Linked DNA regions of Mus musculus: regions 1, 2, 3, 4 and 5 are each linked to region 6. Evidence: chromatin contacts called from public ChIA-PET, Hi-C, HiChIP or PLAC-seq and promoter capture Hi-C data. All regions are on one chromosome and are shown on one strand. The core of a region is the stretch at or near the end of the contact, and the rest is flanking DNA. Distances in the headings are between cores, read along the strand shown.

Region 1 (4,570 bases), core at 1,927-4,426, 480 kb after region 6:
ATTCCAGGCTCGCAGCCGGGAGTTGGAAAAGAAGCTGAGCGCCAAGGAGCAGGAGCTGGAGCGACTCAATCAGAAGCAGAGGAAGGTAGGCTACTGTGGAGACATCGTGGGCCCTCAGCTCTTCCAACTCAGCTTGCCTCTGCCTCACGCCCTCCACCATTCGTCCATGGATTTTTAACTTGCCCTGAGAAGACCTGTGTGTGTGCATGTGTCTTCATTTAAAGTCCCCACAAGGTGGATGTATCAACACATGCATGTAATAGCATCACTGGGAAGGCTGAGGCAGGAGGATTTTGAGTTCCGGGACAGCCCTGTGGATATAGTGCAGTGTGCAGCCTGAGCTTTATAATAATGAGACCCTGTCTCAAAATGCTAAAAATACCTTTAAATATTTTAAGATTTCAATTTACAACAAAAATCATAGATGGCCCCATTTAGAGCCACAGTTGGGTGGCTTTAGGGAAGTCCTGATAGTCCCTATGAATCACCCAACCCCTAGGGATCTGAGGGCAGCTTCACATAATTACACCCAAAGGTAATAATGTCTGCTAAGCCTTGAAGTTGGCTTAGGCATCCTGCAGAAGAAAAGAGGAAGTACAGAGATACTTGTGAAGTCACTGATGTTTCAGGGGGTGTGCAGACATATTTGTCCTCTTTGGCATAGCTGAAGACACCCCACAGCTGGAAAAGGCTCTTCAAAGAACTGCCCACAGGCATGGACAGGGTGCATGACCATCTCTGGGACACAGGTTAGATGCAAACACTGGTCACTTGCCCCTCAATGCCAGAGCAGAGAAACAGACTGCATGGTTTACTCTGCAGAGCAGCAACTATGCCTGGAGCCGAGGACACCTGGCTTGTGGTACCAAGTTGCCAGGCCAAGTGCCTTGCTCGGCGGTCTCTTCAGCAAAGCAAGAGCTCACGGAGGAGAGAGGCCATGAGAGCACTGGCCTCCAATCTCAGTTTGCCTATTCCCTGGAAGGAATCCAGTCCCTGACAGACCCAGACACTTGGCTCATCTTGGAACAGAGAAGCTGTTTGTAGCTACATGTGAGCATAAGCTTGAAGACCCCCTGGCTAAGGCTGGAGATGCTGCCCCTGCTGATCGCTAAGCTTTGGGTCTAACTGTCTAGAGGTTGCAAACCCTGGGAATCAACCTGCCGTCTTTCCGTCCTCTGTCCACAAGGGCCTTGCCTCACTAAGCTTCCTCTCGCACACGCATTAAATTCATAGCAATTAAATTTATCCCTCAAATGAGTGATTGCCACTCCATTTAATTACCACACGCTTGCCTGATAACACAGGAGCCTCGTGAGAGGCTCACGGCATTCCTTGTTGCTGCCTTCCTCTCCTCACTGGCCACATTCATGAAACTAAATTTATTAGGATCTATTTGCCTTGGTGTGGTGCTTTGTCTGGTAAGGGTTGGAAGCTCCATAAAGCCTACTCACCAGCCCAGAAGAGCTGAAGTTCTCAAAGTCCATATTTTCAAAGTCACTTTAGGGATGCAAGAAAAGGCATAGGGTCTGTTTGACCTGGCTTGGAAATATCTAAGGTTAAGAATCTCCAAGGTCAGAGGCAGTCAAGCAAAGCTGTCTCTTAGATGAATGGAACTGGGCTCCTGTGGCTGAGAGAAAAAAATGGGAATGAATATATTCCCTATCTGTGTTCTCCACAGGGAAGGTGGCGTTATGATGAACAGCCACTTGCCTGCTCTCTGACCCCATCAGGAATCCAGGCAATGACATTGGCTTGGAGGACAAAAGGGACTTAGATGAGGTCTCTAGCCCATGGTGCCTTTGGGAGGGAAGATACGTGGAATTTTCACTACTAACAATCCTATAGTACAAGGTCATCCAAGGCCTGTCTAGAAGTCCCAGGTGGAGACAGGAAGGACAGACTGTGTTATGAAAGTCTGTCCTGCCTGCAGAAATGTCTACATGGGAGTGACAGAGCAAAGCAGCGCTAACTTGAGTTTGAAGGCAGAATGGGGCCGAGCCAGCGATGGCCCTGTCCCTGTCTATCCTTCCTCTCTGTCCCCTCTTTGTAGCTGGAAGGCCAGTGTGCAGCTCTACACAACGACAAGCACGAAACCAAGGCTGAGAACAGCAAGCTGAGACTCACTAACCAGGAGCTGGCCCGGGAGTTGGAGCGCACCTCCCACCAACTCCAGGAGGCCCAGCAGCAGCTGGAGAGCCTCCAGAGAGAGGCCTGCGAGCTGCAGCAGGAGAAGGAGATGTGAGTCCAGCCCCAGTCAGGGTGCAGTGCTTTGTGTTGGGAACTGGGATTTCCCCTCCCAGAGATGTTCCCTGGCCTGTGTATGAGGTGGAGAGTTGGGCTCCTTACTTCCAGAGATTGCCCTTCCCCTCTTTCTCTTCTTTCCTTCCCTTCTTCAAGCCTCACTATGTATCCCACCTTGGCCTTGACCTCTAGGGTGATAGGCATGACCACCCCCCCCACACACACACACACACACTCCTGCTGCTCCTACACTTGACCCTCTTCGAGGATCTGCGATTACTAAGCAAAGCAGCGCTGTGCTAGGCATAGCAGGATGTTCACAAGAAATAGCCCTTGACCCAGTTGCTTTCTGTTGCTGTACTAAAACACTAACCAAGACCAACCTGTGAGCGGAAAAGATTTATTGGCTTATAGGTTTCAATCTATCATCAGGAGAAGCCAAAGCAGGAAGTCAATGAAGAAACCCTGATGGCAGGAACTAATCCAGAGACCACAGACGACTGTTGTTTTCTGCCTTTTATAGCTCATGCTCAACTGTGTTTCTTAAAAAACCCAGGCTCATCTGCCTAGGGGGTGATCCTGCCCACAGTGGACTGGGCCCTTATACATCTGTTGAGAATCAGGAAAATGACTCACAGACATGCCCACAGGCCAATCTTTTGGAGGCAATTCTTCAACTAAAGTTCCCTCTTTCTGAGTAACCAAGATTAGTTATCACAGCCCTGGTCCCCTGTTAGACAGATCTGCTATTCTACCCACACAGAAGGAAGCAGACTGAACAAAGATTGAAAGGGTAGAGGGCCCTCAGTACCTGTGGAAGGCTAGAGGCCAGGGGCCTCAGGTAAATCAGAGTGGAAGGGCTTCTGAGGTAAGCTCGTGAAATGACTGGTGTGTGACAGGGCTCCGGAATCATGACTCGATTCCTAGCCATTTTTTCTTACAGTGTTTCTCAGAGAGAAACCCTCTGAGCCCTCAGGGGGTAATCCTACATCTCCTGCTCACTGCTCTTAGTGGCCAGCCATTGTGTGAGGTCTAAGAGCAAAGCGAATGGGTCTTCGCCTGCAGCTGGAGAGGGCAATGACAGAGCAGCCCTTCAGCTTCGGGGACAGAGCAAAGGGCTCTGAGATGAGGCAAAGGGACTCATTTATCTGGCTGTCCATCTATCCATGTACTCATTGATGTCCTTACCTGACAATTAGGCATTGCAAAGTATTCAATGCTAGCTAGGTACCTTGAGTCCTCAACACACCTCACTTGATCATCTCATGTGATCACACCGTGTCCTTGTGTGGTTGCTGCAGTGTCCATCTGATTGGTGGGCAAGACAAGGAAACTCCCAGAAGGTAAATGCTGCACATACCCTAGTAATACCCCAAGAGGAAAGAGCCTGCCAATCACCACCCATTTGTGGGCGGGACCAGTACCCACTTCCTTCACTCTTCACTTCTTCACCCATGACCATATCCATTCCTCCAGGGGTCATTGTATGCTCAAAAGACACCAAGTGTACCAACAGTCAGACTTCAGGGCATGGGATGGTAGGCTTGACCAGCAGTAAAGGCTTTGCACACCCTAAGTGCCTTTGTGTAGAATGAAAGCCCTAATTTTATCTTCATGCTGGAAAATACTAGTATGTAGGATATATCCAAATGCCTTCTCTCCCCCTCTTCCCCATTCCTCTCCCCGTGGAGTCAGAGCCATTTGAAATGGACAGCCTGGATGAGAGGAGTACTGTGTGTTGGGCCTGGGAGTGTCACCCTAGTAAAATATCTCCCATTGTAAAAACTCTGAAGACTTAGAAGGAAGCCCAGCCCACCCACCAAGGCTTTGGATGTCTAGTCCTCCGGCCCATGCGTTCCATCCTAAACAAGCCAAGTCTATTCCTCCTCCCTGAGAGCAGAGCACCAAGGCATAGGCGTCTAGCTTTATGGCAGAGTTAGGGATTCAGGTACTTCAAATCCAACCAAGCTTGCAACACGGCAAGACTGCGAAGGGGAGCAAACACTTCCACCAAGCATCTCGCTGCTCAGCTCAGGGAATCAGAAACCTTCCCAAGTCTTATCTTCATTAATGAAGCCAGAGATGCAGTCTCTGAAAAGTCGGAGGCAAGGGAATGAGGAGGAAATGAGAGATGGGGCGCACATGTTTAGGAGCTTGGAGTATGTTATGATGATGGGTCCAAGAGAACCCTCTCACCCAGGGAAGCCGGGGGAGGGGACAGCAAGGGTCGTGATTCATTTTCTGGAGAATGGAGTCTCAGACCAATACCACTGACAGCACCATAAAGCTTTTGCCTTTTTCACAAAGGAAAGTCAGGAGCTCAGAGAAG
Region 2 (4,552 bases), core at 1,631-4,130, 370 kb after region 6:
GTGTCCTTAGCTCAATAGGCTGTGGAAAAAACAGGGATGAGGAGGAACGACTTCCAGCTCCTATTTTAGCCACAAATCGTGGTGTTACTAACGACATAATTCTTGCTTAGGCTTTGCTAATCCTGAGGTTGATAATTCTCCTTTAGGAGCTGCACAGCACTCAGAACTGTGCATACTGGTTTGTGATTGTACAAATTCAGTATGGGCATCGCTTGGTGCAGAGAGCTACTGCAGGGGAAGGTCCAGCTTGACCATTTCTGAGTTTCCTGTGAGATAAACCCGGTTTAAAAGAGGTTGGTATCATATTTTGGTTAAAAATAAAAAATATTTTCCGGCTCTACCTCGCCTCCCCAAAAGATACCGAGAGCCACATGTGTGGGTTTTACCAGTACCCACGGGAGGAATCGGGTCCATGTCCACCCAAGCCAAGGTTAAAAGCCCACTCATCTACGGATGAGAAAATCATTTGATCACCTCAGTTAAGCGTTGCCTTATTTAACTTAATTAATAGGGGGGAGACGTACTATTGAAAGGGCAAGCCCTTCACTGCCTCCCACCCAAATAAAAAAGCCAATTGGCCTTGTACTACAAGAGCCGGTCGAACTCCTTCTCCCTGTTTCCCACCTATCATCCAAAAAAGCGGAGAAATATCAACTTAGTGTTATTATAGTGTATTTCACATTTGTTCAGTCAAACTTAGCCAAAGTTCCAACGCCCTACTTAAAATTCAACTAGAAAGTTACCTACCAAGTACTAATTAGCATTATAAAGTCAGAGCCTACAGCTCCAGGCTTTTCAGTTAGTTGTTCACTAAGATAAGAAAGGACAGTCTTAAGCCAGATACAGTTTACCATAAGAAAAGTTAAAGAATCCCAGTGAAGCAAGTTTTTTCTTTAGCCCTAGATTCCAGGCAGAACTATTGAGCATAGAAAATTTTTCCCCCCTCAGGCCAGCTTTTTCTTTTTTTAAATTTTGTTAATAAAAGGGAGGAGATGTAGTCTCCCCTCCCCCAGCCTGAAACCTGCTTGCTCGGGGTGGAGCTTCCTGCTCATTCGTTCTGCCACGCCCACTGCTGGAACCTGAGGAGCCACACACGTGCACCTTTCTACTGGACCCGAGATTATTCGGCGGGAATCGGGTCCCCTCCCCCTTCCTTCATAACTAGTGTCGCAACAATAAAATTTGAGCCTTGATCAGAGTAACTGTCTTGGCTACATTCTTTTCTCTCGCCACCTAGCCCCTCTTCTCTTCCAGGTTTCCAAAATGCCTTTCCAGGCTAGAACCCAGGTTGTGGTCTGCTGGCCGGACACAACAGTGAGTCAATCTTATAATCAGGACAACTACCAGGTGACTTATGTGTAGGTGGTATATATGATGGGGATTCGCTCACACATCCCAGGCAAGGCAGAAGAGCACATTGTGAGGCTTCCTTGGCCACCTCAGGGATGTTGACACTTTAAAATTCATGAATTATTTGTGAAATATTTTATCTAGTTCCAATATTCCATCTTACTATTTCCCATACTGCAGTCGACTGCACTTATGGAAAACATGGGGACCATAGATGATGGGCCATGGAAGAGCATTTTGCAACACAAGATGTTTTAGTTAGACTCCAGAAAGAAATGCCTACTGTAGCTTTAAACCCAGAATTGATGGCCACAGGAAACCTTGTAATCGCTTGGGTAACTTCAACAGCAAAAAAGCAGGCTGGTGCTGAGGCAGCCTGCCAGGGCCGTGTGCAGCAGAAGGCACTCTTGTTGCTCCTCTCGTCCCGGGTACACCCGTGCTTGTCCTTAGGTAAGCCTTTCCAAGAGACTTCTTCAAGGTGGTTTCATACCTTATCTCCCTCACAAGCCCGTAACTTTGTACATAGTAGACTCAAAAGAAAGGTTATTTAGAGTGAATGAGCCGATGAGTGTTGTCCACCTGAGCCCTCCTACCTTACCTTCCTTTTCTCACCTCTAAGCACCTCCCTACCTAGGGCAACCCAGAAGGTCTCTGCCTGCTCACACATTGACATTCCCTGCTCACCTTATGTTGTTGTCAAACCATGTTGCTTTTCTGTGGAAGTGCATACTTCAAAAATCATACCTGAAGATGAATTCTGTACTGATGGGATAGTGATCACTAGTGTCTCACCAATGATCTCCCCTTACCCTGGCCATGCATTTAACATCATCACTCAGTCACAGCAAGCAAACGAAAGCTTAGAATGTGGTAAGTCCAAGGTTAACAAGCTAATCATGATATAAGTCTATGTCTTCCCAGAGTCCAGCACCTGTGAGTGCTCTCATGCAGGAATATCTATACACATGAGGAGTGGCAAAAGAAGAACACAGGCACATAAGTCTCCAAGAGACTTGTAAGCTCTGCTAACTAGAATAAAAGAGACATAAATTGATGTGTGAAGAGCTGAGCATTCCTCCTACAATGAACTCAGTCCCGGGGCTGGAGAGAGACCTCAGTGCTTAGAAGAGTGCAGGGGACCAGAGTTCCATTCCAGCGCCCACACCAGGCACGAGGGGATCCAACACCTTCTCTGTGGTGCACGCACACCCACACACACACACACACACACACACACACACACACACACACCACACCAAATGTGTCTTTTTTAAAAACCTGCCGTGGTATCCTGAAGCCCATGCCTGTCTCCTGGCTACTACTTGCAGCCTGCAGGGTGCAAAGTGGTCCCCCATTGACTACTAGGGTGCACATTGCCGGGTTCCAGAAGCTTCAGTGGCACTCGGACCCTGCTTTTCATCTGTTCAAAGAGTTAATTTTCATCCGCTTTCTGGGATATGTGCAGCTGGGAGTGGGAGCGCTCTGTCATCACCACACTCTGACAAGCCATTTCCCCTTCTTCCGTTTCTGTTTGCTCTTACCTTACATCATTAACCTCCCTTTCCTCCCCTCGTGGGGAGATTTTGACCAGACCCAGGTCATGGAGGACGAAGGCTCTAGTGTTTTTAGATGCTATATCAGAACTGGCAATACTTCAACTCTAAGTGCACGGTGCCCAGGGCCTTCTGTGATGAGTTCTCCCCGTGAATCTCCTGCCTTCCTCCAAACTCGAGGTTTCTTTTTATAGAAAGTAGTCAGTTCTCTCCCTAAAGGTGTGGTGTCTTTCATTGGAAAAGGAGGCTGTAATTTGTGTATCATTTTCTTGGTTCCAATAACACTGAGGCAATCTTCAGTTGAAGTTTGGTTATGACAAAGCCTGAGAATATTATCCCATTATTCCTCAGGGTGGGCAGTGGGGAGGGGAAACGGCAATGCAGGCTGATTTTGCTCTTACTCATCCCTTCCCTGTAGCAGAATAGAAAGACAGAAACTACGGAGACATGAGATGGAAAAGAAGCCCCTTGCCCTGGGATCTAGTTTGCCTGTCTTACTGAGTATTCAACACAACTAAGAAAGCCAAAATTGCCCACAGAGATAATGTGTAATTAAAAAAATTTTTTTTTTAGATTTTATTTACTCATAATGTATATGAGTATACTGATACTGTCTTCAGACTCACCAGAAGAGGGCATCAGATCCCATTACAGATGGTTGTGAGCTGGGAATTGAACTCAGGACCTCTGGAAGAGCAGTCAATGAGTGCCCTTAACTGCTGAGCCATCTCTCCAGCTGACGGGTGATTTTTAATGTGACTATATAACGGCATCTCAAGCAAGGATGCTGAAGACAACAAGTGGCCTGTGCTTCTGTGGGCAAACTGTGTGCAATCTCGAGTCTTCCCATGTTAGTGCTCCTCTCTCCAGCCTAAATCCAGTGTGCCCCATAAAGCCACCTTAACAATTCCATTCACAAAGGAACATTTTAAGATTAAAAAAAGGAAGAGGCTGGAGAAATGGTTCAGGGGTTAAGAGCACTGAATGATCTTCCAGAGGATCCAGATTTGACTCCCAACATTCACATGGCTCACAACCATCTGTAACTCCAGTTTCAGGGCATCTAACACCCTCTTCTTCTGGTCTCCTCGGGCACTGCGTGAATGTGGTACACAAACATACATGCAGGCAAGACACCCATGCACATAAAGTAAAAAAAAAAAAAAAAAAAAAAAAAAAAAAAAAAAAAAAAAAAAAAAAATTTTTCATATATTTTACATTTAAAAAAATTGTTTTGCTTTGTATTTTGCTTAGTCTTTCAACCTTATAGATGATACCCTTTAAGGGATGCAACTCAGGAAGCCACAGGATCACATACAGCCATCGGAGAGGATGCTTGGGCCCCTCTGGTACTTCTGTCTAAATGCTTAATAAACTCAGTGGCTGTGATTCACACCTGGGCCATCTTGGAGACGTGATGGGAAGGGGACTCCTCAGGCTGCTGGTGGCTGTAGGTCTGTCTCTCTCACCTTTACTGCCACTGCCACTGCCATCTCCCATGGTTGAGGGTTGATGTGGCAGGAGAGAGCACCCACTTTGCAAAGATAACCAACTCTGGGCATATATTCATCCAACATTGACAATCTTTAAGGATAAGGCCTGTGCTCTGGGCATTAAGGTTGGGAGTCTGGACCCGAAGCCAGGCAACC
Region 3 (4,019 bases), core at 406-2,905, 350 kb after region 6:
TTAGGGCCATTTCAGAAACCGCTCGAAATTCTGTCTGAATCCAAAGCCAAAATGCATTTAATGATTTCTTTTAATGAACTCAGTAACTCAGACAACAAAATTTAAAATTAAGCCTAACACAACCTAATCTAAAGACACAGCACTCTGAGCCCTACGTGCTGAACAATGGCAGTATGAAAACATTTAAAGTTCACGGTTCTGTAAATACAATACGGGGACACTTTGTGCGACATAATGGGGTTCATAGGAGAGGAGAAGGGCTCCCGAAAAGGGGGCTGGAGAGATAGATGGCTTTGTGGGTAAGAACACTGAGTGCTCTTCCAGAGTACCTGGGTTTGGTTTCCAGCACTCACATGGCAGCTCACAACCTTCTCAGTTCCAGTCTCTGGCCTCTGAGGCTGCCAGCACACGCATGGTACCTATGCATATACCCAGGCACACCCCCCATACAGGTGACATCACTTAAAAAGGAGAGAGAAAGAGAAAGCACCATGATGTACACCTCAAGTGTGAGCCTGTACGTCAGGCAGTGAGCGCTCGCTAGCATTTCATAGTACATCTGATTGCATGTTGCAAAGTATGGTGCAGCGTGTGCAGGACAGGAGATACACGGTGACACCGGATGTTTCAGCACAGGTGAGCACTGTCCAGAGCGCCCAAAGCAGGTTTGTCATGCATTTGATTTTGAGCTTATTCTTTGGTCCTTGCATGTTTGGAAACCTTCTACCAAATTTTCCATGACTGTCACAATCATTTATACCGCCCCGACCCTCACACTCAGTCATGCAGCCCTATCTAGAGTCACAGCCACAGGTTCTAAGAAGCTGAGTCCCGGGGAGTTAAGAGAAAGTCTCCCTGAGGAGTGACATTTGGCTGTGGAGATGGGAAGGCAGCCAGAAGGTTTTTTGACTCAAAACCCTCAACCTTTCTTGACCCCAAAGCTCTGAACCTGTAGGAGATCTGTGAACCCTGAGATTGTGTCATTTACTGGAAAAACTTAGTTCCAGTTGTGGTGTGGTTCAGCCTTAGCACATCTTTAATCCAAGAGCTCTCTGTTGATTGTAAACAAGATTAAATAAAGCCAAAAAAAAAAAAAGATTAAACAAAGCCAACAACCATAGGTCAAGAGGCAGAACAAGCAACCGGTTGATAGGAAGTAAACAGGATTATTAAGAAAAAACCGTCGAGAGCAAGAGAGTCGGGAGGACTAATTGACACACAGGGGGTAGAGGTGGAGGGGCGTTCAGCTTAAAGGAGTTTTGAGAAAGAGGAGAGCTTGCTTTTCCATTTGTTGGCTGAGGAGGAAGGTCAGCTGGGTGCTTTCTCTGCCTCTCATAGCCAGCAGGCTTCCACCCCAGCATCTGAGTCTTTATTAGTAAAATCAAATGTTTGAGAGTTTGTTAAAAGCAGCATGAGCCTGGCCTGGGGACTCGTTCTCCAGGGAAGGTGGACGAGCACTGAGGAGCATCTGGGGACAGCAGAAGGGATCTATCAAGATGATGATGAGTCTGGGACCAGTCTCCTGCCATCAGTCGTGCCTTTCTGCCTCCGACAAACATGCCTTGCTTCTGCATTGCAAACTGTTTATCAAAACCGAGACTCAGGAGTCATGCGTAGGTGGATTCCTGGCAGTACCACCCTGCAGCTGCTTGGCCTTGGGGAGGTCACTGAGCCTCCCGAGCCTCTGTCTCTTTGCAGCATGGCAGTGGCGTGTGCAGTGCTAACCCCAGAGGGTGACTCGGCAAATGGGGTGGCACAGCACTTGGAAGGGCTTAGGATATGTCATTGGGAGACACTGTCACAGACGCTCCTCTTCAGGAAGGGGGCTGCACCTACATCAGCCCTCCAACAGCCAGGGCTCCCATGGGAGTCAGACTGTGCTTGGAGTCAGGGGCAGGCTTTCTATGCCCACTTTCACATTTGTTTGTCTCGTCGTGTCTTGTTGCCAGATCCCACCAGGATGGACTCTAAGCTAACCCAGTCAGCCTTCCTAGTAGCCACCGCAAAGGGGCCACACAGCAAGAGCACTGTGGTTGTTCCAGAGAAGAGAATGCTGAAGCTTTGGGGATGGGTCTTGTACGTGGGTCCTGTTATTTGTGGCTGGTCTGAGGAGCTGAGATTGGAGTTAGATTGGATACTATCAGAGAGTAGGGTTTGGTATGCCTTAAACGTCATCTCTGAAGACTGACTCCAGATGAGCTGTCATTGTTAAGAGTGGATATTTAATATTTTCATTCAGTGGGTGGCACAATGACCTCATTTTTGTCTGCTTAGACAAAGTCAAATAGTGGCCTTGCCTTGTCTCCACTCCTCATGGGCTCAGTGACCTTGTCTGACTGGGTGCTTTCTGGTTAAGGGTGTCTGGTTGAGCTTAGCCGTGAGGGCCAGGCCATGTCCAAATGTCAGGGATTTTTTGTTTTTGTCTTGGTTTTTCTTTCCCTACATATCTTTTATTTCAGCTGTCTTTCTCCCGACATGGAGTCCTAAGTGAGTATGTTCATTCATTCCACAAAGCACTCTATCTTCCACAGACTAATACGGCACGAAATACAGAACATGTCAATAGGAATTCTACCTGGAAGTAACTCCAGTAAAGTAGGCAAGAATCAGAGGGTGTGTAGTCACTAGTTCCTATGCCTTGCTTGGCTTTCCACAGAGAGTCCTGTGTCTGGATTTTCCTCAGGACAGAAGGTCCCGCCTGCTGAGGACCACACTGAGTTAAAGTGGATTCCTTCCTGGATCTGTAGTCTCTTTCCTCGTGTGTTTCAATGCTCAGACCCAAGTCCGCCTTTGCTTCCTGTTACTGTGATAATACATTGCTCAAAAGAGACTCAGGGAGGAAAGGGTTTATTTCATCTTACAAGTCTCTGGCCATACTCCATCACAGAGAAGTCAGGCTAGGAACTCCAGGCAGGCAGGCAGGCAGGCAGGTAGGCAGGCAGGTAGGCAGGCAGGTAGGCAGGCAGGAACCTGGAGGCAGGAATTGAAGCAGAGGCCTTGAAGGAGTGCTGCTTACTGGCTTGTTCCAAGGTTAGACCACCTACCCGTGGGTGGCAATACCCCCAATGGGCTGGTTCCTAATCCAGCTGGTTCCATTTATCAAGAAAATGTCCCACTGACTTGCCTACAGGCCAAAGTAATGGAAGCAACTTTCCAAATGGCGTTTCCTCTTCCCAGGTGACTCTAGTTTGTGTTGTTAGTAAAAACAAAGCCAACACCCCTAACCAGCATGATGACAGAGGCCAATTGTGCTATCTTGCCTACTCTTGTTACAGGCTTCTCAAAAGAACCCTTTATTTTTCAAGAAAGAATTTTTTTCAATTAGTTTTTTAAAAATTGTGTGCATATACTTGTGTGTACACATGCATGTGCCCATGCCCGTGTGTGTGTGTGTGTGTGTGTGTGTGTGTGTGTGTGTGTCTGTGTGTGTGTGTGTGTGTGTGTGTGTGTGTGAGAGAGAGAGAGAGAGAGAGAGAGAGAGAGAGAGAGAGAGAGAGAGAGAGAGAGAGATGGGGCTTGTGTATGCCATTCATATCCAGGTGCTCCACAGGCCAGAAGAGACCATCTGACCAGCTGGAGGTGGAATTACAGGTGGTTGTGAACAACCCAATTTGATAGCTCCCCCTATAGAGTAGCAAGGACTCTTAACCACTGAGACATCTCTCCAACCCAAAAAGGACATCTTAATTAGGCACACAAATTGACACGATTACATTTTCTGGCTGGCTTGACTGTTTGGGTTCATTTTATCCATGTGAAACATTAAAGAAGGCATCTTGGGACGCTTTCTTGCAGGACACTGTCTACACCAGCAGTTTTCTACCTGTGGGTCAAAACCCCTTAGGAGGTCACATATCAATTATCCTGTATATCAGATATTTACAGCATGATTCATAACAGTTGCAACATTACAGTTGCGAAGTAGCAATTTTATAGTTGTGGGTCACTACAATGTGAGGAACAGTTTTAAAGGGTCACAGCATTCAGAAGGTTGAGGACTGTGGGATGGGAGCAGCAAC
Region 4 (4,619 bases), core at 470-2,969, 270 kb after region 6:
GGGAGAAACCCAGAATGTAATGAGCTGCTGGAAAGCTTTGGGAGACTTCAATGTCAATCCATTGACTGGTGGTTTAGCTCAACACTTATCTAGCCTGTTAGAACTACTTCTAACAGAACCTTCAGACTTCAATCTGTCTTATCTGTCCTCTGCAAGTTTCTAAGGTGGATCTTTCTGGAACAAGATGGGCATTCAAGGTCATCTTAACTTGTTCTACTTTAACAAGCAATCCAGGACAACTGCCCTGTCCTGAGGTTGGAGATTTGTTCCAACAGGGACTAACTTGTCTATAAAATACTCATGTTCTGACAGAATGAGGGTCTTTCCAAACACATTTGTGGATCCCCTTGCCCCAAACGTTATTTCAATAAAATATGGAAAATATTTTGTTCAAGATAATATGTAAAAATAGAGTGTATCTTCTGTACAGAGGTTCCTATCCGGTGCTGTGGAAAACAGTTGGATGCATTATCATGTGAAATTGCTTAAAATGAGTTGAGAAATGAAATCAGGTCACAGAGCAAGCAAGAATAAATGTAGTTGCTAACAGCATCATGAACACAGTAGAGGTCCCAGGAATTTTAGTTACATATCCTTATGTGACTTCCTGGGGACTGCTCCCCTGCCACCTGTAGTGATAAACAGCAAACTAGAATGTGAAACAATGATTGTGGTGGTTTGGAGGATGGCAGTGATGATGACAGCCATAGTGATTGTGACAGAGATAAATATAATGATGTTGATGCTGATAACCATGGTGGGGATGATGGTGGTAATAATAATGATGATGATGACAGTGAAGATAGTGATGATGTAGGGATGTGATGATGGTGTATTGGAGGATGATGATGTGATGATGGGTAGTGATGATGATGGTGGTGGGAAGGATGATAGCAATGATGATGGAGATCGTAGTGGCAATGGTGATGATGGTGGTGTTGTTGATGGTTGTATGATGATGGTGGTGATTGTTGAGAATGGAGAGACAATCTGCAAGCGACAGCGTGGAGTTTTTAAAGCAAACAAGAACATTCTGAGTAAAATTGCAGGACAAGTTCTTCTGAATTGCCTTCCCTGAGCATTTTGGGTCTGTGATTAGCCTGGTTCTCTCCTACATTACTAGACTCTCTCTCTCCTAATATTTATGGTTTTGACTTTATTCCCATCCTCTATATGGCATATACACCTCTTGGGGTGACACAGCTTCCTTGTCCCTAAATTAGATAGACTTTTCTGTTATACTAAGGATCTTTGAGCCTGCGCTTCACCCCAGAACATTTTTTTCTTTTCCACTCTATAAAATCAAACAGGTCATTTCACAAAACAGACACACAGAAAATTACAGTGCAATGTGACACCATAGGACCAATGCTCAGAGGCTCACAATGACTAAGAAGTGTGTCGTCTCTGACTTACTGTGTGACCTTGAGGCCAGCCACTTGCCCTCTCTGTGTCTCAGTCTCCTGTGGTGGGATCATAATATCTACCGCCCAGCAGAGCTGGGAGCATTGAATAAATGATTATCTCGAACGCCCTCTGAGCTTCTGGGACAAAGGTGCTATGTAAATGCTCAGTACCCTTCTTCGTCTTCTTCTCATTAGTATTATTCAAACCCAGATGGCATTATTATTGTTGTTGATTGACAGCCCTGCATAGCCCCATTCACGGGTGTCAGAGAGCCAGGCGGTAGTTAACACAAGCAAAAACCATGTTTAAAACAAAGCCCAAGGAACACTCCAATAGTCTGTGCCTTGGGTTGCTATTAAAGCCACAGCAGCTGCGGTGGCAACACGGAGGGACAGGGCAAAGGAAACGCATCCCAGAGCACAAAGAGGGGAAAGTGGGTCTTGACACTGATCATATAATCGTGCTGGGCTTTTATAGACACTGGGAGGCCTCAAACAGAATAAATGCTTGAACTTGATCCACGGTTTACAGGCAGCGGCTGTGAAGGTCTTTGTTGCTGTCGATGCCATGTTAATGACCCAGCTTGGGGCTCTGCCGCCACTGCCACCGCCACTTCCAAAGAAAACAAATCAAAACGAGGAACTCCATGTCCAGCAATGAGTTTTCCATTCTACAAAAATAAATATAACCCTTTCATAGCTAGGCAGTCACCTTGCCCAGAGTAGAGGCTGATGAAGGCATCAAGGTATCTGTAAGGCATTGAACCTCTCTAACCAGTTCATCCAAAGGGAGGCCTTGTGCTTTTTAATTGCAAATAAACAGATGAAATCCTTGATGGTGCCTTCCAGCTCTGAGGATGCTGTCTATTCTGAGGGAGCCTAGAGGCAGCGGCTGCCGAGGGAGAATGGGGGCATTGGCTGGGTTCTCTACACCATCCTCTCTGTCTGTATGGATAAGACCCTCCCCAGAGCATATGCTGACCACACAGGAGCTTCAGGATGTGACACTAGAGGGTTTGAGTCCTATGGGTAGTCAGGGGACATGCAATTCACAGCCTAGGGGTTTGTTTGTTTATCTGTTTGTTGACACAGGATTTCATGTAGCCCAGGCTGGCCTCACTCAATAAGTGGTCAAAGATGACCTTGAACCCCTTATCCTTCTGCTTCATTCTCCCAAATTTTGGGATTCTAGGCAGTGCTGTGGTTAGAAGCCAGGGCTTCATGCATGTGAAGCAAGCGCTCTCATAACTACCTCTGCCCTGTCCCTCCCCCACTCCACACACAGAAAGGGAGGTGTAATGCACCTTTAATGGGGGGATCTGGACAAGTGGACAACATATATCTCTGGGATATGGACACATGGACATGGGAAGATGGGTGGCTGTTATAAGATATGGTGAGGCAGAAGTAGGTAAGGAAGAAGAGATGGTAGGGCAAGAGAGAAATCTTGGGAACAGATCCGTTAAGAAGATTTAGAGATGCAGTAGAGGGTGTGAAAGGGAGACATCTGAGGTCCAGGTATGTTGTCCTGGAGGGGGAGGTGAATGAGTCCTTAGAGATGCTGCTATGCCTGCCCTCCCTCCCTCCCTCCCTCCCTCCCTCCCTCCCTCCCTCCCCGTTTTTCTCAGATATAGCATCAGGAGCCCTGTGTGTTTATCCATGAAGCAGAAGGCACTGATCCTAGCCAAGGTGAACATTTGTTTGAACCAAATACTTTGCAACTGTGCTTTCTTCTCATTTCTGTATTTTATCATGCCCTACATTTGTATCAAACTCTTCTCCCTCACTGGATCCTTCCTGGTGGTCCTTTGCTTGACACTAGGAGGGCACCCACACACTCATCCATTTATCCACCCATCCACCCACCAATCCACCATCCATCCATCCATCCATCCATCCATCCATCCATCCATCCATCCACCTACCCACCCACCCATTCATCTTCCCAGCCATCCTATAGATTCCCTTCCCACATCTTCCTTACAGAAACTGCATAAGGTATACCAGATGCTAATTAATAGGATCTCTCTTCCAGAGCTGGTTTCTTTCTTTGGTTGGGAATGACACCCTGGTGTGAACAGTGTTAATGCAGAAGCAAGCCCAAGCATATGGGGTAGCTTCAAAGGGATAAAGATGAGGTAAAAGTTGTGAGCTGAGACCAAAAGCAGGTTTGGCAGTCAGGCACTGGAGATGTAAAGGGGTGCAGTCTAAAGTAAGGGGTGCAGGAACTGAGGGGGCAAATGGGGTGCTGCCATAATAGTCTAAAGATAACAGCAGAGCCTTTGGAGCAGTGTTGGCAGAAGCCGTGAGGAAATATTAGTGGAAGTACATAATGCTCTGTACATCAGCGACTTTTCTTGTCATGGTGACAAAGTGCTCAACTGAAGCAACTGAAGGGAGGAAGGCTTGATGTGGCTGACAGTTTCAGTTTCAAAGTTCATCATATCAGGAAAGAATGGAGGCAGGGTCAGCTTCATCCACAGCAGTGGGAGTTGCAGCTGAGCAAGTTCACATCTGGGTGGAAGATGGGAGAACATGAGGCTAGAAGCTAGACAAGGTGATAACCCCCAAAGGCCCACCCTCAGTGGTCTACTTCCACCAGCCTGGCCCCACAACTTCCCCCAACACACCACCAGCTGGGAACCAGGTTTTCAAACCCATGAGCCTGTGGGGACACATTTCAGAGCCGGACTGGAGCAGGCTCACAGAGACTGTTGGCAGATACCTGAGGTCTTAAGATGACTTTCTATCACACACTGAAGAAACCTGTGAAGAAGATGTTTCTGGGACTTAGAAAGAGGAAGATCCAGTATGGGGTGGCAGCAAGTTTGGCAACAACCTTTCCTGCAGTCGTGTGGGAAGTAGAAGCAGCCTCTAGCAGACAAGGTGATGTAGATAAGAAGATCTCTGGGGTTACATGGGGCTCTGGCTGCTCCTTGATGTAGTAGAACTTGAAGCAGGGGGATAGCTCAAACTGAATATTGTAAATACAAAGGAAGCAGGTTTTCCAGATTTGAAAACCTTCTGTCCTTCCAGATAGAAGTAAGATGGATGAGCAAATGACTCTGGACAAGATTAAACCTGGGGGATGATGAAGAGAACCTGGTCCAAAGATGGAATGAGGGTGTGAATATAACATCCTTTGTTCGGGCCTTGGAAGCAGCTGAGGGAAAGCCCTGGAGAATGGCTCATTCAAAATAAAAAGGAGAACAA
Region 5 (4,667 bases), core at 1,445-3,944, 340 kb before region 6:
TAAGTACCATAGCTGTCTTCAGACACTCCAGAAGAAGGCATCAGATCTCATTACGGATGGTTGTGAGCCACCATGTGGTTGCTGGGAATTGAACTCAGGACCTTCGGAAGAGCAGTCAGTGCTCTTAACCACTGAGCCATCTCGCCAGCCCGATTTTGTATTTTTAATATCCACCTTTGTGGAGCCTCTGGTTGTATTACAAACCTTTCTCACTGATATGACAAGGTATCCAGCAGAGGCGACTTAGGGGAAGCAAGGTTCATCTGTGCTCAGGGTCCAGGAGGGTCCGTCCATCATGGCAGGGCACAGCAGAGGTTGTGACAGCAGGGACAAGTGACTGGGACTCCCACACGCCACAGACCAGGAAGCAGAGCAGGGGCTGCTGAACCTACTCCGTTTCTCCTCCCCTCCCGCAGGTTTTTACTCAGTTCTGGAAGCCAGCTCAAGGAGGGAGGGGGAGTGGAGGGGCGGGGAAGGAAGGAAGAATGGAAGTTGCAATTCAATAACAAAAAATAATATGCTCAAGTAGACACTCCTGGAAAAAGACATGCAAATGAGTAATGAGTACATAAAAAGATGTTCAACATCATTAGGTCTAAAATTTTAGATAATAAAATAAAAAAAAAACCACAATGAGATTCATCTCACAACCAATAAGTTAATAGCTCAACACACACACAATAACGTGTTGGCGAATATGTGGACAAATCCCAGGAGCCTGGGATTACCCATCATTGGTGGCATGCTTTTGTACATTCACAAGGCCCTGGGTTCAACGCCCAAACCAGACCTGGCTTCTGCCAGGCAGGGTGGTCCGCCCCAGTAATCACCAACTCTTGGAGGCAGAGATCTATGTAGCTCAGAACATAACGCCTTGATTTCCTGGTTCTCCTTCAAAAACAAAAGGCAAGCAACAAGAATCTGCTCAACCCTGTGGGACAGAATATAACTAATTATGTAGCCCCATTTAGGAAACAGGCGGGCAGGCCCTCAAAAGGCTAAAAACAGAGTTACCATACAACACAGCAACTCTGCTACAACGTCTACAAAATGAAGACCTCCATTTGTTCTCATATGGCCTTGCACAGGAAACAACCCTCCTTGAGACCACACCCATGCTTTGGGGTGTGTCTCGGTTGCCTCTTTCCCCCTTAACCTTCATGTTTGTGTATTAGTACGTGTATATCAAACCCTAACTCCAATTCATTAAAAGGCAAAACATAAGGCCAGGCGTGGTGGTGCACACCTTTAATCCCTGCACTTGGGAGATAGAGGCAGGCGGATTTCTGAGTTCAAGGCCAGCCTGGTCTACAGCATGAGTTCCAGGAGAGCCAGGGCTACACAGAGAAACCCTGTCTCGAAAAAAACAAATAATAATAATAATAACAATAACAAATAAAATAAAAGGCAAAACATGACAGCGTTATTCACAGTAGCCCAGACCTGAAAACAAGGAACCAGCCATCAGCTAATGACTAAAGGGTAACCGCCACATATCAATATAAAAGGGTACTCCCTGGCATCACGGGTGTCAAGGATGCTGCGGTTACAGGGCAACTAGTTACTGAAGAACACGTTGCGAACCAACTCGAGGAATAAGTCCTGGGCCTCTCTCTGCTGAGCCTCTGAGAGCCCCTTGTCCCATTGCTGGAAGTGTGTGTTCTTCCCCCAGCCTTGAGCAGGCTGCCTCAAACCTAGCTTGCCACAGCCAGCTAGCCCATCTAGGGTGGAGTCTTCCAACCTAGGTAAAGTCTATTGTCCTGCCACATCTGTGGTTTCCTCCAAGATGCCACTACTGCTGAGAGACTGAACCTGTCTTCCTGATGTGATCCTGACAAAGCAATGAGATGCTGGCCTGGTGGGGGATGGGTGGTCCCCACCCCTTTATAAGCTCACACTCATAAGTCAACATTGGCCTTGATCAGAGAACTTTGTCTTGGCTCCTTATTTCTCTCGAAGCCTTTCCCATCCAAACCCCCATCTTTGCTTTCAGGAACTCAGTACCCCGTGGTCGCTGGCAGCTACACGAGTGCACTGCGAATCCCACAAATCTCTTGAAACCTCAAAGATCAACCCCTGAGACACAGCTCCTCCAACAGCAGCGCTACAGCCTCCAATCCCTCCCAAATAGTTCCACCAACTGGTAACAAGATACTCAAAACCCTATTTGAGCCATTAGTATTCAAAGTGCTATAATCACTACCACCAACATCCCTAGATGTCACAACCATAAGCGTATTAATGAAATAATTTGTAGTGATTGATAGGTTAATTATGGTAACTCTGGTCTATAGATTAGACCACCACAGGCATCCAGAGAGTGCTGGAAAGGGTATGGGTTGTTTAAGAAATTAAGTTCATTACTCACTAGTTAGGGAAACTAAAGCAATTTAGTTTACCTCTCTGAACTATTTTTCTTATCTATAAAATGAGAGTTTATAACACCGACTAGGATTTGGGATATAGCTCAGTGGTTTGTGTTTGCCTAGCATGGGCAAGGGCCTAGGTTGGAGCCCTAGTGCTACAATAAACAGGCAAACAAGCTAGGCACAGTGAGGTTTTCCCTGAATCCTGGCACTCGAGAGGCTGAGGCAGGATGACTGCCACAAGTTCGGGGTTATCTGGGACTATACAGTGAAACCTTGTTTTCAAAAAGTGAAACAAATCAACCATTTCCTCTGCAGTGTGGTTATGAGGTGCGAGCCAACCTTGTCAAAGGCTCGGCACATTCAGGAAACATAAGATATTGTCATCACTGTGGTTTTATGTTTTTTAAAAAAGAAAGACATTCTGAAAGACAAAGTGTTATACAAAAAAGTTGCTTATAAAATTCTGGCTAGGGCTGGGTACCTCAGTGATGGCTGCTTGCTTGTCCTGCACCAGGCCTTGGGCTCTATCCCCACCCCTAAAACAACTGAAAATTAAAAATAGACCAATAATAATGGGAGGTGGAGGAGTTTAAACATGACTTAGGTTCCTGTGCTCTCTAAATAGGAGACCTAACTGACCTAACCACCATCATGGGCCACTTACAGCCCAAATAACATGGGCATTTCAAAATACTGTATTAAGGGATCTGTTACAGGAATCCATGCTGTGCAAGATCTCCGTAAGCGTTTCTAAAAGCCCCTAGAGGCATCTCAGAGTTAGCCCACGTCCCCATTTGAAAAGTCTGTCTACTAAGCACTCTGTCCTCGTAGCGCGGCCTCTTGGGCCTGATGCGTCTGGAACATCCTCAGTGGATTCTTTGGGAGTTTGCCTTTAGACACAGGGTAGCAGGTAGCCTGGGCTGGCCTTGACCTTGATATGTAGTAGAAGCTGATCTTGAGCTACATCTGCATCTACTTTCCTAGAGCTGGGATTATAGGTGTGAGCCACCACTCCCAGTTCTGAAGGTTTGTATTTTATATTCTGTTTGGGGTTTTCCTTTCGTTTAGACTCACAGCTGGCTTGGAACTCACTTTGTAGCCCAGGCTGGCCTCAACCTTCTGACAATCCCCTTGCCTCAGCCTCCCAAGTCCTGAGATTGTTTAAGCATGCTTCTTTGTGCTGTGGTTTCTGGTTTAGGGCAGATAGCCCGCAGACAGTTTTCCTGTATCCCAGAAATAACTTTACTGTTTGTCTGGATTGGTTGCAGGTAGGTATCATAGTGTTGAATTCTGTGTATGGCACAGACATGAGTGTTTGGATGGCTTCAGCCAGGAGAGGAGACACCAGACAGTACAACCCAAGAAGAAATCCTAAGGTATGTATGATTGCCAGTAAGAGGATTCCTCAGCTTAAGGATGCTCCCTCCCACGAAAGTCAAGGGGCTCAGCCATATCCCTCCACCACAGCAACAAAAGAGAAAGGATCTTTGTACAGAACTGGATTGTATCCTAACCGCATGTATTTGTAGACGCTGCAAATTAGGAAATGCAACGGAGCACTCAATATGGTTGATGGGCATTTAATCTCGGAAAGAGGTAAAGTCAGAGAACTCTGCAAGTAATGTTCCAGCACTGAGTGACCATAAGGGAAGAAGCTGGCACAGAGGAAAGGAAAGCATTCTCCTGGACATCAGACCAGTATAGACTGCAGAATAAGGCAACAGAGGAGAAGAAAACTAAACGGTGGGTTTTCATCCATTTGTCTTTTCTTCTCGTTGATTTTGCTGGTTGGGAGTTTCATGGGGAAGCTCCCACCATCTGGGCTGATGCAGCACAGGCAGCTGGGTATGATCATGTGATTCACTTGTGTAAGCCTTCTAACACAGTTCTCGGGCGGGGTGTGATTGGACGGGCGAGTGGTAACTTGAATGATTGCCTTGCCTACCAACTGTCAGTGGACAGCTAAGCTGCCATCTCATCCCAGTAAGGCGTTAAATAATTTAAGGAGAAACTACTCATCTGTACGAACATTGAATGGTGCACTTAGGACAAGACACTGTAGGCTTTCAGGCAGGTGAGAGAAGGCTAGACTGATGGGTTAGAGAAAAGGCTACCCCTGTACTAGATCAAAGTGAATTGGTGAGCAATTAGGACGAGTCAGTGCTGTACTTTTCTTCTTCTTCTTCTTTTTTAATGATCTGGAGTCATCTCCTGCTTCAGGCTATAATGGAACGCCTGAGACAAGATTGGTCTCCTCTCAAAAGCATCTGCAAAACTACACAAAATAGATAACTGTTT
Region 6 (4,507 bases), core at 358-2,857:
CTGAAATCTGGCAGTGTTTCAAAGGTGAAGTCATTCAGGCCCCTCTTTGCGTTCTAGGCAATTCCTCCCCCAGCCTTGCACATGTCTGCCACTAGGTGGCAGCACAGACCCAGAAAGGACGGCTCCTCACAAAGGGCTCAGTTCAAGAAGCCAGTCTTTGCCCAGGAGATTAAGCAGGCCCAGGCAATGGCAGCAAGGGGGAGGGAGTCGATAGAGGGGGTGGTCTTCTTTCACCAGTGCAAGGTGTGCAAACCACTGTAAAAGAGAGCTGCAGAACCTTCAGTGTGTGGCATTAACATGGGGGTAGGGGGAAGTGCATGAGAAAAAAAAAGGTAGATGGTTGGGAGAAAACCAAGACAGGACCCCCTGGGGACTGTATCCAGGTCACTGTGCCTTTTGGAGCTGAACTCTCATGCTTCAGATCCACCAATAGAAAGGCAGATGTTGATTTTGCATCCAAGTTAATATGTTCATACTTAGTGCTTTGTTGGTACTTAGTGATCAGCTACTATGTTTGTCCATGAGACTTTATTGGTCTTTAAGACATTACCTGTTACACCTCCAGGGTCTTGGGAAACAACACAAACTAGAATGTGAGAAATCAGACCGTGTTCTCAGGGTTCAGTGGAAATCTGGACCTTAATTATAACATCATTAACTAGAATATTCTATTTATGCCCCCCCCCCACCCACACACACAACAGAATTTCACCCTCATGAATTTCCATGAGGCACTGATAGCTTTGCTCACTCCCTGATGTGGGAAGACTAGCTCTCTCCTACTAAAGGACATCTTTTTTTTTTTTCTTACAGTCTTGGTTAGTGTGGCGGCCTTAGTGTGATGGGGAAGGGCAGAGTCAGGAGCAGGGAGGGCGGCATTACCAGCAGCTCCTGGGGCTTCACAGAGTTGTCGGTGTAAATGCACAGCTTTTCCGCAGTCAGCGGGATGGTCTCTTTCAGCTTGGAAGCTAGGAACATGCACACTGCACCCAGGAGCTGAAGATGGGTCTTAGGAGTCGGGACTCCAGCCAAGAAACGGTCCAGGTAATTCATGGCCAGAGGAAAGACCTCTTCTTCACACTTTTGTTCCTCACAGACCTACAATCAAGAGTGGGGTAGGGTCCGAGGGGGATAGGGAAAAATTAGTATCAGAAACAGAGGGAAAAGAAAAATAAAAGCATAATCTGAGATAACAAAAAGAATTTTTTATGTGTGTGTGGGGAGGGGGAGGAGAGTAGAAAGGATAGTAAGAATAGAGATGAGAACGGTGGGGTAAATCCGAAGGGCTCCTGGGGTTCGGGTATTCCCGCAAAGCTGAAAAAGGTGATGAACTAAAACCTCCACAAACCCCAAGGCAAAGCCCAGAGCCGCCGCCGCCTGCCGTTCCCTCTGGCTCACTTCTCAGCACACCAACTCACTCTTTTTTGGATTTCGTCATCTTTTCAAAAAATCAATAAAAATATTCTGGAAGCTCCGAAAGTCTACTTCTTGGTCTCGTTCGGATCCTCAGATCCTATTCTACCATTCCCGACAATTGAAAAAAATGTCCAGGGTGGTCTCGGCGGTCCAGGGGCCGCTGTTCGGTGGGTGGGTGGAGGAGAGAGGGGGAGGGAGGAGGAGGAAGCGCGCCTCGGCCGGCCGCCGCAGTTGGAGTCGGAGCAGGGGGGAGCAGTTTCAAAAAATTATTAAAAATCGAGGGAAAATCCTAGAAACGCTCTGTGGGCCTGAAAACCCCAGAGAGGTCCCAGGCTCCCTGGAAAAGAGGTTTCGGGTGTCCGTAAGGTCGGTATCTCCACCCCAGGGGCTCTAGATCTCAGTGGGGGAAACTTGCGGAGTGTTCGGCTGCGGCCCACAAGGGCAGTAGCTAGGAAGGCTGTGCCTGCTGGGGGTTGGGTGAGACGAAACCAGGGAACCCCCCTCCAGGAGGCATGCGGGACTCTGACCTCTCATTTGGGGGTGCCCCCTAGCCTGCTCTACACACCTCCTCCCCCGCTTCCTACCCCACCCAAATCTGCGCGCTCAAGAAGCAGCCAAACTGTAAGTAACCTTGGTGAACCGAGGGCTGGGGAAGAGGGCACGATCAGAAAGAGGGTGCCCAGGATCATGGGGTGCTGAGAGGGGGTGGGGGCGCCGGCGAATGTTGCCAGTCCTTGTAAATGGAGTTTGCAAAGCAACATGGCGAAACCACGGCAGGTCCAGAGCTGTGCATACGTGGGCACCCTGCTCTCTCGGCAAAGATTGCAAGCAAGGCTAAAGCAGCGGTTCTTTCAGATTGCCCTAAACGCACGTTTTTTTCAGTATGACTTCCGGGGCTCTCCTGAATTCCCTGTTTCTCCCCCACCCCCACCTCCTGCCAAAGTGCCAACGCGGAGTCCTAAGGCTCAGACGGTTTGCCCCAACCCTGAGAGTCGGGGGCGGGGGGGGGCTCTTTATATGTTGGTATGGATTGTTAGGTCGCAACACCCTCTGGGGCCTCACTGAAGGCAGCCGGGGTTGCTTCCACACCACAGGTCAGAAATGGAGATGGGAAGACGAGGAAGCCACATGCAGGCACACGCGCGGGATGCCAACCCCCCGGGGGGGGGAGGACATCCTCACTCACCCAAGTTTTCCTCCACTAGTTAATCTAGCAAGGGACAGAATTAGCGTCTCGCCCAAGGGTGCGGGGCTACCTCGCGCACGAGCGGGGGAGGCCAGCGCAGGGGTAGTTCTCCCGCAGTTTTTAGGATCTCTGCGTGTTGGAGGTAGGGATGGAGCGGCTGGGCTTGCCTCTCCCTGAGAGCGTCGCCCGCACACCTACCTCTAGCATCCAGGTGGCCACCATCCTGCGCATGTACGGTTGGATGTCCTTCTGCACGCACTTGAAATAGGAACACTGCGGGAGGTAGCGCTCCTCGATGGTCAACAGGTTCTGCAGAACGCGGTCTTCCAGCAGGTTGCGGTCCGGCACGGCCCTGCGGACCGGGTCCACCTCGCAGCACAGCAGCTCCATAGCCAGCCGGCCACCACTCGGTCCCGACTGTAAATTTTTTTTATTATTATTATTTTTTGGAGGTGCGGGGGGGTCGGGGAGTGCTTCCCTTACCTCCTTCCTTTGGCTGAATGGGAGATTTGGGAGAGGAAAGAAATGGCAAAGAGAGAGAGGGAGAGAGAGAGAGAAGAGTGGAAGGTGGGCGAGCGGAGCCTCAAGGGCCGCCTGACTCGCACCGGTCCTTCCCTCCGAACTGCCCGGCTCTCCTCAGCTCGCTCTCCTCTCTCGCTCAGGCAGTGACGCAAGCTGGAAGGGCAGTTAGATCTCCTCCCCCTCTCAGGTTCCTCCTCCCCCTTTCCTCCCCTCCTCTAGCGTCCCTCCCCTCCTTTCAATCTTTCCCTCCCTCTCCCCCCCCCCTTCCCTCTTGTTATTAAGGAGCACAGCAGCTGGCCTGACCAAACTTCAAACACGATCCCCGCTCCCCACCCCCAACCCCTCTCCCTACTTCTCCGAGGCCCTCTCCCCATCCAGCCCCGCATGCTAGGGGCCTCGGATAGGGGAACCCACAAACCCCATGGATTCCTATTGATTATCCTTTCTGACATTCTGTAGGCATACCATGGGGGCATAAAGGGTGTGTACGTGTGTGCTCTCTAACTTCGGAGGCTTGCAATGTGATCAGAAAAACAGCCCATTATTCAAGATTCAGGTAGATAGATTTACCATGTGGATGAGTTCAGATAACTTAGAAGTAGACCCCTAAATGAGGAACAAGGAAAGGCTTATTTGAGAAAATTGCAACCTCGCCAAACCAGGGATAAAGGTTATGCCCCTCAAGCTTAGACTCCTGATAACTTTCAAGCTGTTGTCCGCCCCGAGCCACGTGCGTGGAGAGGAAGAGGAGGAAGGGGTGGATGTTGGAGAAAGGGGTGCTTCTTAAGCCTAGTAGAATATGACCCTCCTGCAGAAACCTTTCTGTTCTTGGGGGCGCCATTGGGCAACGCGGCCAGCCTCTCAGAGCGGCCCCAGACCGGGGGCAGGGCTAGCAGCGGTTCCTCCGCGGGCCTCGGCCACGCAGGAAAAACCCGCTTCCTCGCCCCTGCATCTGCTGACAAGCCGCCCTAGGTGTCTGCGCGGAGCGTGGCCACATTGATACAGCTTTCTAGGAAATGGCTCGGGAGGGGCCAGGGAGGGGGAGAGGGAGGGTTTAGGTTTGGCTCTCCCTGCGCCAGCAAGGCCACCCTTCCTTTCCCCGGGGGCTCCTGAGTCCTGCACCCCTCAATCCCCGACCCCGTGGGGTCTCGCGCCTCATCCTTCCGCCAGGATTTTGGGGTCGGCTCTGACATGTGCTCTAAAGCATCCTGTGGTCAAGGCTGTTGGTAGAGGGGGACACGTTGGCGTTTCCTCACCTCCTTCCTGCTCCCACCCTGCCTTTAACTATATTAAAGGAGGGAGGAAGGGGCGAGGAACCACTGGCCCCCGCATGGTGGCCACGCTGGCACGTGCAGATAGCATGGCGTGGGTTGCACCTCTCTG

Evidence for each region. Promoter capture Hi-C pulls out the DNA fragments that hold promoters and counts their contacts. A called contact is a pair of places that touch in the nucleus more often than the background predicts. ChIA-PET counts read pairs in DNA pulled down with a chosen protein or histone mark. HiChIP or PLAC-seq counts read pairs in DNA pulled down with a chosen protein or histone mark.
Region 1: a promoter capture Hi-C map of trophoblast stem cells shows a contact between it and region 6, with 4 times the contacts expected there. The contact joins the enhancer-like site here to the promoter of 9330179D12Rik in region 6. A contact is called at or near these places in 3 of 39 promoter capture datasets (pre-B cells, stem cell-derived epiblast-like cells and trophoblast stem cells), 1 of 484 Hi-C or Micro-C datasets (embryonic stem cells) and 1 of 115 datasets of contacts at active chromatin or transcription factors (pancreatic cancer cells).
Region 2: a contact with region 6 is called in a promoter capture Hi-C map of hematopoietic stem and progenitor cells. The contact joins the enhancer-like site here to the promoter of 9330179D12Rik in region 6. A contact is called at or near these places in 6 of 39 promoter capture datasets (the C10 cell line, hematopoietic stem and progenitor cells, liver and 2 more), 2 of 484 Hi-C or Micro-C datasets (pre-megakaryocyte-erythroid progenitors and stem cell-derived neural progenitor cells), 2 of 115 datasets of contacts at active chromatin or transcription factors (T-cell acute lymphoblastic leukemia and large pre-B cells) and 1 of 9 other capture datasets (pancreatic islet).
Region 3: a Hi-C map of granulosa cells shows a contact between it and region 6, with 4 times the contacts expected there. The contact joins the enhancer-like site here to the promoter of 9330179D12Rik in region 6. A contact is called at or near these places in 8 of 39 promoter capture datasets (the C10 cell line, the HPC-7 cell line, cranial neural crest and 4 more), 2 of 484 Hi-C or Micro-C datasets (Sertoli cells and granulosa cells), 9 of 115 datasets of contacts at active chromatin or transcription factors (astrocytes, embryonic basal ganglia, embryonic forebrain and 6 more) and 3 of 9 other capture datasets (adipose tissue, embryonic stem cells and liver).
Region 4: a contact with region 6 is called in an H3K4me3 HiChIP or PLAC-seq map of embryonic basal ganglia, with 4 times the contacts expected there. The contact joins the enhancer-like site here to the promoter of 9330179D12Rik in region 6. A contact is called at or near these places in 15 of 39 promoter capture datasets (the 3T3-L1 cell line, the C10 cell line, the HPC-7 cell line and 10 more), 2 of 484 Hi-C or Micro-C datasets (bone marrow-derived macrophages and cerebral cortex), 21 of 115 datasets of contacts at active chromatin or transcription factors (the 230-238 cell line, T-cell acute lymphoblastic leukemia, VIP interneurons and 17 more) and 4 of 9 other capture datasets (adipose tissue, embryonic stem cells, liver and 1 more).
Region 5: an RNA polymerase II ChIA-PET map of memory CD8 T cells shows a contact between it and region 6, with 99 read pairs. The contact joins the enhancer-like site here to the promoter of 9330179D12Rik in region 6. A contact is called at or near these places in 2 of 39 promoter capture datasets (embryonic stem cells and stem cell-derived epiblast-like cells), 2 of 484 Hi-C or Micro-C datasets (CD4 T cells and embryonic stem cells), 2 of 115 datasets of contacts at active chromatin or transcription factors (embryonic stem cells and memory CD8 T cells) and 1 of 9 other capture datasets (embryonic stem cells).

What each region holds. Positions count from the first base shown.
Region 1 is chr6:127,629,750-127,634,319 of GRCm38.p6, forward strand. Cracr2a (calcium release activated channel regulator 2A) reads left to right here. Exons shown (of 19, transcript NM_001368877.1): 8 at 1-85; 9 at 2,051-2,238. Among named protein-coding and RNA genes, the nearest start is that of Cracr2a, 71 kb to the left of the region's middle. Within about 2 kb of position 3,177, at least 4 of the 459 cell types and tissues checked have an H3K27ac peak or open chromatin away from gene starts, as enhancers often do. A contact at or near this core is called in trophoblast stem cells, where this site is marked.
Region 2 is chr6:127,519,656-127,524,207 of GRCm38.p6, forward strand. No RefSeq gene overlaps it. Among named protein-coding and RNA genes, the nearest start is that of Cracr2a, 39 kb to the right of the region's middle. Within about 2 kb of position 2,881, at least 30 of the 459 cell types and tissues checked have an H3K27ac peak or open chromatin away from gene starts, as enhancers often do. A contact at or near this core is called in hematopoietic stem and progenitor cells and pre-megakaryocyte-erythroid progenitors, where this site is marked.
Region 3 is chr6:127,498,671-127,502,689 of GRCm38.p6, forward strand. It overlaps a transcript of Parp11 not described here. Among named protein-coding and RNA genes, the nearest start is that of Parp11, 47 kb to the left of the region's middle. Within about 2 kb of position 1,656, at least 18 of the 459 cell types and tissues checked have an H3K27ac peak or open chromatin away from gene starts, as enhancers often do. A contact at or near this core is called in Sertoli cells and granulosa cells, where this site is marked.
Region 4 is chr6:127,416,247-127,420,865 of GRCm38.p6, forward strand. No RefSeq gene overlaps it. Among named protein-coding and RNA genes, the nearest start is that of Gm34148, 30 kb to the right of the region's middle. Within about 2 kb of position 1,720, at least 16 of the 459 cell types and tissues checked have an H3K27ac peak or open chromatin away from gene starts, as enhancers often do. A contact at or near this core is called in VIP interneurons, embryonic basal ganglia and embryonic forebrain, where this site is marked.
Region 5 is chr6:126,808,992-126,813,658 of GRCm38.p6, forward strand. It overlaps the pseudogene Gm29788. Among named protein-coding and RNA genes, the nearest start is that of 1700018A23Rik, 11 kb to the right of the region's middle. Within about 2 kb of position 2,695, at least 25 of the 459 cell types and tissues checked have an H3K27ac peak or open chromatin away from gene starts, as enhancers often do. A contact at or near this core is called in memory CD8 T cells, where this site is marked.
Region 6 is chr6:127,147,782-127,152,288 of GRCm38.p6, forward strand. 9330179D12Rik (RIKEN cDNA 9330179D12 gene) reads left to right here and starts at 1,608. Exons shown (of 3, transcript NR_040274.1): 1 at 1,608-1,782. It overlaps Ccnd2 (cyclin D2), which reads right to left and starts at 3,267. Exons shown (of 5, transcript NM_009829.3): 1 at 2,801-3,267; 2 at 883-1,098. The coding sequence starts at 2,992.